Linked DNA regions of Sus scrofa: region 1 is linked to region 2. The links are chromatin contacts, called in public HiChIP or PLAC-seq maps. All regions are on one chromosome and are shown on one strand. Each heading gives the region's core, a stretch centred on a gene start, on an enhancer-like site or on the middle of the called end of the contact. The rest is flanking DNA. Distances are from core to core; before and after follow the strand shown. Region 1 overlaps LOC110256390 (a long non-coding RNA gene). Region 2 has its middle 160 kb from the start of OPA1.

Region 1 (3,924 bases), core at 930-3,429, 460 kb after region 2:
TTAATAGTGGCCTATGGAAAAAACCTGGGGAAACTTACACAATTGGAGCTTGATTTTGAAACCAGAGGGGCCTAGGCTTTGCATCGTGACCCTACTAGTACTGAATATGTAACTTTGGGCAATTTATTTTCCTCTGAGTCTCAGTTTCCTCACCTGTAAAATGGGAGCAAAAATTCCTAATTAAGTACTTACGGTAGGTTCACTGCTATGACAAACAGGCCCCTAGTAGTGCAATGGTTTGAAAACAGTAAGATACACATTTACTTTTGCTCAGGACTGGGCAGGGAACAGACTGGCTACTCAGTCTCTCTTCACACAGGCATTCAGACCCCCAGGCTGATAGATGTTTTGTCATTTTACGCTCTGTGGTCATCTTGAAGGTTGTCCCCCAGTCCATCTGGGCAGAAGCGGATCGAGTTTGGAGAGAGCTTCCTGGGAGTTTTTTATGGGCCAGGCTCTGTAGCGGAGCAACTCATTTCTGTTCACAACCCGTTGGTCAGAACCCAGTCCTCCAGCTACAACTCGCTATAAAGGGGGTTGGGAAATGTGGTCCCTGGATGAGCAGCTACTTCCTAGCAATGACTTAACCCTAAAGACAGGGAAGTAGGGACTTCCAGTTGAAGGCGAGCCATCTCTGCCGCACTCACCTTGCAGGTACATTCTGAGGCTGAAAGGAGGCTTTGGGCATACGCGAGGTCCCTAGCATCACACACAGACAACTAAGTAAATGGTAACCGTTTGAAAAGGAAAAGGATATGAAAGGGAACTGCAGCGCAGGATGAAACCAGAGACAGGCCCTGGGGCAGATGTGCAGCCCCCTCCTCCTCTTTCTTCCCAAGGCAGCCTGGTGGCCGCTGTCTGGTGTGTGGTGGAGAGGAGGGAGCACAAGTCCTCAGGGTGTCGTTCAACCCAGAGCAGCTTCTCCCCCTCCCACTTCCTTTCCAACCAGATGGAGCAGCGTGTGCTCTGGAGCCTTGACAGCCTCACGGCTTCCCCGCGGTGGCCCCCAGGACTGCAAACCCCACCTTCCCTCGGTTGCAGAGCCAGCTGAGGGATGGGCAGCACGCCAGGCCCCCTCAGCAGCCCCTGGAGCACACGCCAGTTGCAGACTCTCAGGGAGGGGGCGGGGCTCGCACCAGATCACCGTGACCATGGCCTCCCTTGCAAAGGCCTCCAGATACTGATAACTCATGGCTTCCTCCTGCTCCTGGCTCCCCGGGCTACCTGGCCACAGAGCACAGGTGAGAACTATCTCTAGACTCCTCAATCTCTGGATTCCAAGTGGACCAAAAGGGATCAGTAGAGCAAAACTTCTGCCTTCCGAGAATTCATATTTTAAGACCCCATTAATTAGTAAAACAACGGCGCCTCAAGGCACATCCCCAGCCCCTCAACACAAACACAGTTCCAACAGATGTCTTCCAGGGGCCCCCTCCCCACCTTTCTCGCATGTAAATAAGCTTTCAGAGCTGCCATCAATGTGTGCATACAACTCTGCTTTTGACTCTTCTCGTTCTGCTTTGTATACACTTTCCCATGGATCTGAGTCACCCTGGTGTTGAATATTTCACAGGGCTGCGAAATATATGGAAGACATATTTTGTTTTAGAATCTTAATACCCTGAACATCTGGGTGATACTCCAACAACTGGAGAGATTCTTGCTGATGCTGCAAATCTCCAAATCCACATCCCCTTACAGACAGAAGATGCTGTGTTTTGCATCTGTGCGTACGCACATGAGTTTTCTCCAGCACGGTGGACTGCGGGGTGGGACAGTTAGCGATTTCTTCCCTGGAAGTGGCATGACCTTCAAGAGTTACCGTTGGCTGGGGTTGCGAGTACAGCTCAAATTTATTGGTTTTGATCCCCACACCGTTCCCCACGTAAATTAAAATGTGACATTATTACACCCTCCAACAGCCCACTGGCGACCTTTAGCACTCTCCCCCTCCACAGCCATTATTCAGCATAATTTGACTGGTTTGAGGCAAGGTGGGAGAGTGGGGAGGGTTGGGTGGGGGCAGGGGAAGGCAGAGTCCAAATTAGAAACAGATTTAAGGAGCATTTGCAAGGAATTAGGCAGTGCGCCAGGAGCGCTTGCTGGCAGCATGTGGAACCCCTCTTTAGGGACTGTCAGCTCCTCCTAGGTTTCCACAGCGGATGTTTCCTGGCCAGAGCGCAGCTGGGTTTCAGTTGTCAAACCCACAGCCAAGACATCTGAGAAGGGGGCGAGTGCCTGTGTGCAGCGGGTGTACGAGGCCAGCCCACATGCACGCCTGCGACCCCAAGGATGCGCCCCCACGCGGTTCCACCCATCAGCACCTGCAAAGGCACGCCCTGAATCATCCACGGGCCCCCCAGACATGCGAAGGCATGGATAGACACGGGGGAAAATCAGATCAGGCCCACTGACACGTGTGCACAGCCAGACTTGGGCTGTGTGCCTGCCCACGCCATTTAAGAGGATTTTCAGAGCGGGTTTTTCAGTCCATAGCATCACCACAACCACCACCCCCGAAAGGCTGACTGTGTGACCTTGGGTTAGCCCTTCAACCTCTCTGAACTTCAGTGTCTTCAACTACGAAGTGTAAATAACGGCAGCTGTGGTGATCAGATGAGATAACAAAGGTGAACACCGGGTAAACAGATGTGAGAAGCAGTAAGCGGGGGGCGGTGGCGATTGCGGTGAAGATCGCTAACCTTTGCTTCACAGCCTTTCCGCAGGAGACATACAACACTTCGCTGACTTGATTCTTCGATGAGGAGGGTGTGAGGCCCTTTACATCACGCTGGGCGAGTGAGGTCCCTGGGGTCGACGAGAGGCACGTGCTCACAACTCCCACAGGCACAGCTCCGTGGGCACCTGCCTGGCTGGCTGGCTGGGGACCTTGGGCATGACTAACCGGGCACTGAGGCCGGGGACTCTGCTCTCTCGTCTCCTGCCCTGCACCTCGCGCTCCGCTGCTCTTCCTGCCCCGCTGTCTCCTCCTTCACCCACACTCCTGGTGAGAAATAGCTCCCTGCCATACCTTCTGGGCTTCCCTCCAGTCGCCCCAATTCCCAGAGCAAACCCTGAACCTCTCCAGCTTCTTGTCCACCCAAGGGAGCCGTCTGCCTTTACCTGGGAACCCACTGTGTACAAATAAGCCCTTATTCCGGGGGGCTGTGGAGATGGGGGAGGGTAGCCAGACATGAATTAGATGCCGCCCCTGCCTGGGGGACTCACAGTCCAGTGAGGGGATCAACCCAGCACCAACACTATAGGAGACCCAGTCAGAAAATGCCAGATGGGGACATCAGAGAGACTCTGGGAGGTCAGAACCAGCGAAGCACATCCTGCTTACTGTGCAGGTCAGGTCACTGAACAAAGCACCCCAATATCAGACAAGAACCGGGAGGGGCGATGCTAGCACCCAGATACACGCTTCCAGGGGAGGACTTCCCTGCACGTCAGAGTGACCAGTGCCAAACCCCAGATGGATGGGGTTGGGGGCTGGGGGAGATGTGAGGGTGCAAGGGGTTAGGTGGAGAAGCAGTAATTTCTAGATCTTCATTTAGTCCACAGCAATGCAGGATTTGAGCCACGTGTACGACCTACACCACAGCTCATGGCAACGCAGGATCCTTAACTCACTGAGCAAGGCCAGGGATTAAACCCACAACCTCATGGTTCCTAGTTGGATTCGTTTCTGCTGCGCCATGACGGGAACTCACTAATCCACAAATACTTAAGGAGCACCTCCTGTATGCAGAGTGCTAGGAAGACAGTGACTAATAAAGCAGCGATGCTGCTTCATGGGACTTAGTGTCAAGTGTGAACAACTGATGCACAGTGTAACAGGCAATTCTAGGGCAGCGAGATACATGATCACAGGAATGGGCTGGGTGTGTGGTGTGGGCTCTGAGGCACAGAGCAGCCATC
Region 2 (3,546 bases), core at 417-2,916:
GATGCCTGCCACAGGAAATAATAAATCTCTCAAGATTTACGGGTCAGGAAATTCTTTCAGGAATATAAATAGAGAAGAGGTGAGGCAGAGGTGGGGCGGGGCAGGGGAGCAGTTGCCTGGGATCCTCCTGGCACACCCAGGGGGCTGGGCTGGGGATTTTTCCCTCAGAACTCCTGGTGAGAAGGACTTTAAAGGGAACCTCCTGGGAACGCTCTCTCTTGCTCCTCCACCATTGAATTCATGGCTCTTCCTCTGCGAAACGGCAGGGATGGACTAAATGACTTGTAAGGTCTTTATCACCAGGTCATTGGGTGCTTGTAGTAAAGCCCAGTGTTCTCACTCTGGGTCCCGATCGTGCTGTGTGTCTCACTCTCCCCGACTGAAAAGGCAATCAACGGAGTCTCACACGTCACCCGTGGTTTGGACTGAGGATTAATGAGAGGACATCTGGAAACTTCCCTTGGAGGGATACATCTGGGCCTGATTACTTTCTTATTTACTGTCTTTTTACTCTGGAGACAGACTCGTAGACTCACCCTAGGGAACTATAACAGAAGCATGCACGCCATCCCAACACACCTCCCAAATTACCCACAGCCTGGCTGCAGGCAGTGGCCGTGGAGGAATCCACACAGGCACCGACGTGGCACATACACGTGCACGCACACATGCACACGCGCGCCTTACTTCTCCCTTTTCTGACTTTGTCAGTTAGATGGTGCATTGCCTTCTCTGTCAGAGATGCGCAACCAGGGCTGGTGGAATCTAAAAAAATGATACAAATGAAGTTATTTACAAAACAGTGTGAACTGGAGTTTGGCACTTGCCATCACAGTCTACATGGATTAAGTCACGAGCCACTGCAGCCGCCGACCCACAACAGCCCCTGAGCGGAGCTCAGGAGTAAGGTACTCTGTGCTCTGGGAAAACTGGAAGAACAGGTCTTCAGATACTTAGATATTTTTAGGAGCCCACTTCTTGCATCTCCTCTATCTTTCTAGATGGAAAAACACTAAAATCCTTCATGGTGATGTCTGTTCGGTGTGACTAGTGGTAACCTTCAGGAGACCAGCAGCAAATTTTAGAAAATGTGTGCACGGCTGCAGGCACCTCCCCCTTGACCTTTATCCTATATATCCTAGCTTCCCACTCACTTCCTTGGAGCAGTTTTCTCAGGGCTACCTGAGATGCTGTCTCCCGGGCTTAAGCCCGAATTTTGCCCCAAATAGAACGTAACCCTCAACGTTCAGGCTGTGCATTTTTTTAAGGCGACAACAGAAATGGACTCACCCACACAGGAAATAATTTATGGTTACCAAAGGGGAAACGTTGAGGGGAAGGGTCAATTCAGATTTTTCCATTAACATATACACACTACTATACATAAAATAGATCATCAACCAGGACCTGCTATATAGCACAAGGAGCTCTACTCATTATTTGGTAATAACCTCCATGGGAAAAAAAATACAAAAAAGAATGGGTATGTGTATATGTATAACGGAAGCATTTTGCTGTACCCCTGAAACTAACACAGCATTGTAACTCATCTCTACTCCAGTATAAAATAAAAATTAAATTAAAATGAAACCAACCAACCAACAGGCTCTCCCCTGCCTCCCACTCCAGGCTGGCTACTGGTTTCTGCCAGCAGATGGCGCACGGAGCTCTCAGACCACCAGCCACATCCTCAGGCCTGAACTCCTGGCCTCCCCACCCCCAGGCTTGGAATGGGATAATTTGGGAGTCATCTGTGGGAGGGCTGCCAAGGACTTAAATTTACTATTTGGAACTTGGATAAGTTTCCCCAGACGGGGCACTAGAGGGGAGAGAGGAAAAGGGAAGGGGGGGCGGCTTCTCGGGGCCGGGGGCGGGGGGCAGCATCTGGTCCAACTCTGGCGGCCAGACGAGTCCTTCCTGCAAGGTTCCACCCAAAGGGGTGTCTGAAGCCAGGACGGGTCACACCCTGGAAGGGAAATGCTTTCACTGGTGTGAAAACCCAAGAGAACAAAAGGATTCACAGACCAAAAATGAAGCCAACGAGAGCTTCGAAATCCTGGGCATTCCTCCCACTCCCAATCCCCTGACTCATCCCTGAACCCCAGTTTCAACCTCACCAACTGTGTGAAGCTGTGGCTGACCTGTGCGCCTGGTGTCAGAATTAATCACTAGCTGCCTCCTTGGGCCTCTGGCGCTCCAGCCCTCGGGCATCAATCAACTCTCCCAGGGTGAGAGCAACTTGCACAAGTACACGTCACTTGCATATGATGGTGGTTACCCCAGGCTGGGGGCCAGGTCCCACTCATCCCCGAATCCCCACGAGTCCAGAACAGGGCATGCTCACAAGTCCTGGAGAGTCTGGGCTCAGCAAAGACAATTCTTTCCAGAGCCTGGAGAAAATTCTACCAGCTGGAACAATGAGGTCAAAGGAGAAACTCCCTCTTAGGTGGGGTCACAGGACTCCTGGGGTAGGTGAGATACACACACACACAGAGACATGCATCAGAGGAGAGAATGCAAAAAATGTGGTGGTGCCAGCCTCAGAGAGGCCTGGAAATGCCTTCTTAATTGAGCCTTTCTGGGACCAGGCTGGCTGGAGGAGGGACAGGACCAGAGAGGAGCTAGTGGGGAAGGGTGCAGGGCTTTCCGATCCCACCTCCTTGTGGAAGTTTTGAGACATCAAAGGCAGAGCCTCCTGGATTTTCCCTAGGAAGTACCATATGGCCACTCTGTCTATGGAGATTTGCTGTCTCCTGGAACAGTTCCGTCTGTAGGAAAGTCTTGCCTAATAGGAACCCAAGTCCATTTTCTGACAGCTTTCACCCACCGGAGAGACGCAGGACAGGAAATTCATGTGGTAGAGAAGGGACACAGGAATCTCTGCAAAGTCCCCACAAGGTGCTAGCCATCCTGCGTATGTTGTGTCGCCATCCAGAAAAGCCCGGGGAGGAGTTCCCGACGTGGCGTGGTGGAAATAAATCCGACTAGGAACCATGAGGTTGCGGGTTCAATCCCTGGCCTCGCTCAGTGGGTTAAGGATCTGGCATTGCCGTGAGTTGTGGAGTAGGTCTCAGGTGCAGCTCAGATCTGGCATCACTGTGGCTCTGGCGTAGGCTGACGGCTACAGTTCTGATTAGAACCCTAGTCTGGGAACCTCCATATGCCGTGGGTGTGGCCCTGAAAAAAAAGACAAAAAAAGAAAGAAAGAAAAGCCTGGGGATATTGCTGTCATAGGTGTTATCGTCCCCTTGTGGATGAGGAAAGACAGTTCTGAGTAAGAGGTGTGTAGCCTGCTCAGGACACATGTTCTGCATGGGCTTGCATCTTGCCTGGCCTCCGGCTTCCCTTCACACGCTGGAGACAGGGTCCTGGCTCCAAAAGCCCTCTCCTCCCCAGGTTATATGCTCAGGTCTTCAACACTCCCTGCCTCCCCTCTGCCACCCCACGCCCAGCTCATGCCCCCCAGTCCACCCTGGCCAGCTTCTGGGAAGCCCTCCGATTGAGCGGCATCCTTCTACAGAGACGTTCCCAGACATAAGCCTTGTT

The links. HiChIP or PLAC-seq counts read pairs in DNA pulled down with a chosen protein or histone mark.
Region 1: a contact with region 2 is called in an H3K27ac HiChIP or PLAC-seq map of skeletal muscle. The contact joins two enhancer-like sites. A contact is called at or near these places in 5 of 47 Hi-C or Micro-C datasets (fetal heart ventricle, liver, omental adipose tissue and 2 more) and 2 of 2 datasets of contacts at active chromatin or transcription factors (alveolar macrophages and skeletal muscle).

The regions. Positions count from the first base shown.
Region 1 is chr13:131,244,597-131,248,520 of Sscrofa11.1, forward strand. All of the region lies in intron 1 of LOC110256390 (a long non-coding RNA gene), which reads right to left. Among named protein-coding and RNA genes, the nearest start is that of CPN2, 91 kb to the right of the region's middle. Within about 2 kb of position 2,180, at least 7 of the 83 cell types and tissues checked have an H3K27ac peak or open chromatin away from gene starts, as enhancers often do. A contact at or near this core is called in skeletal muscle, where this site is marked.
Region 2 is chr13:130,781,980-130,785,525 of Sscrofa11.1, forward strand. No RefSeq gene overlaps it. Among named protein-coding and RNA genes, the nearest start is that of OPA1, 160 kb to the left of the region's middle. Within about 2 kb of position 1,667, at least 24 of the 83 cell types and tissues checked have an H3K27ac peak or open chromatin away from gene starts, as enhancers often do. A contact at or near this core is called in skeletal muscle, where this site is marked.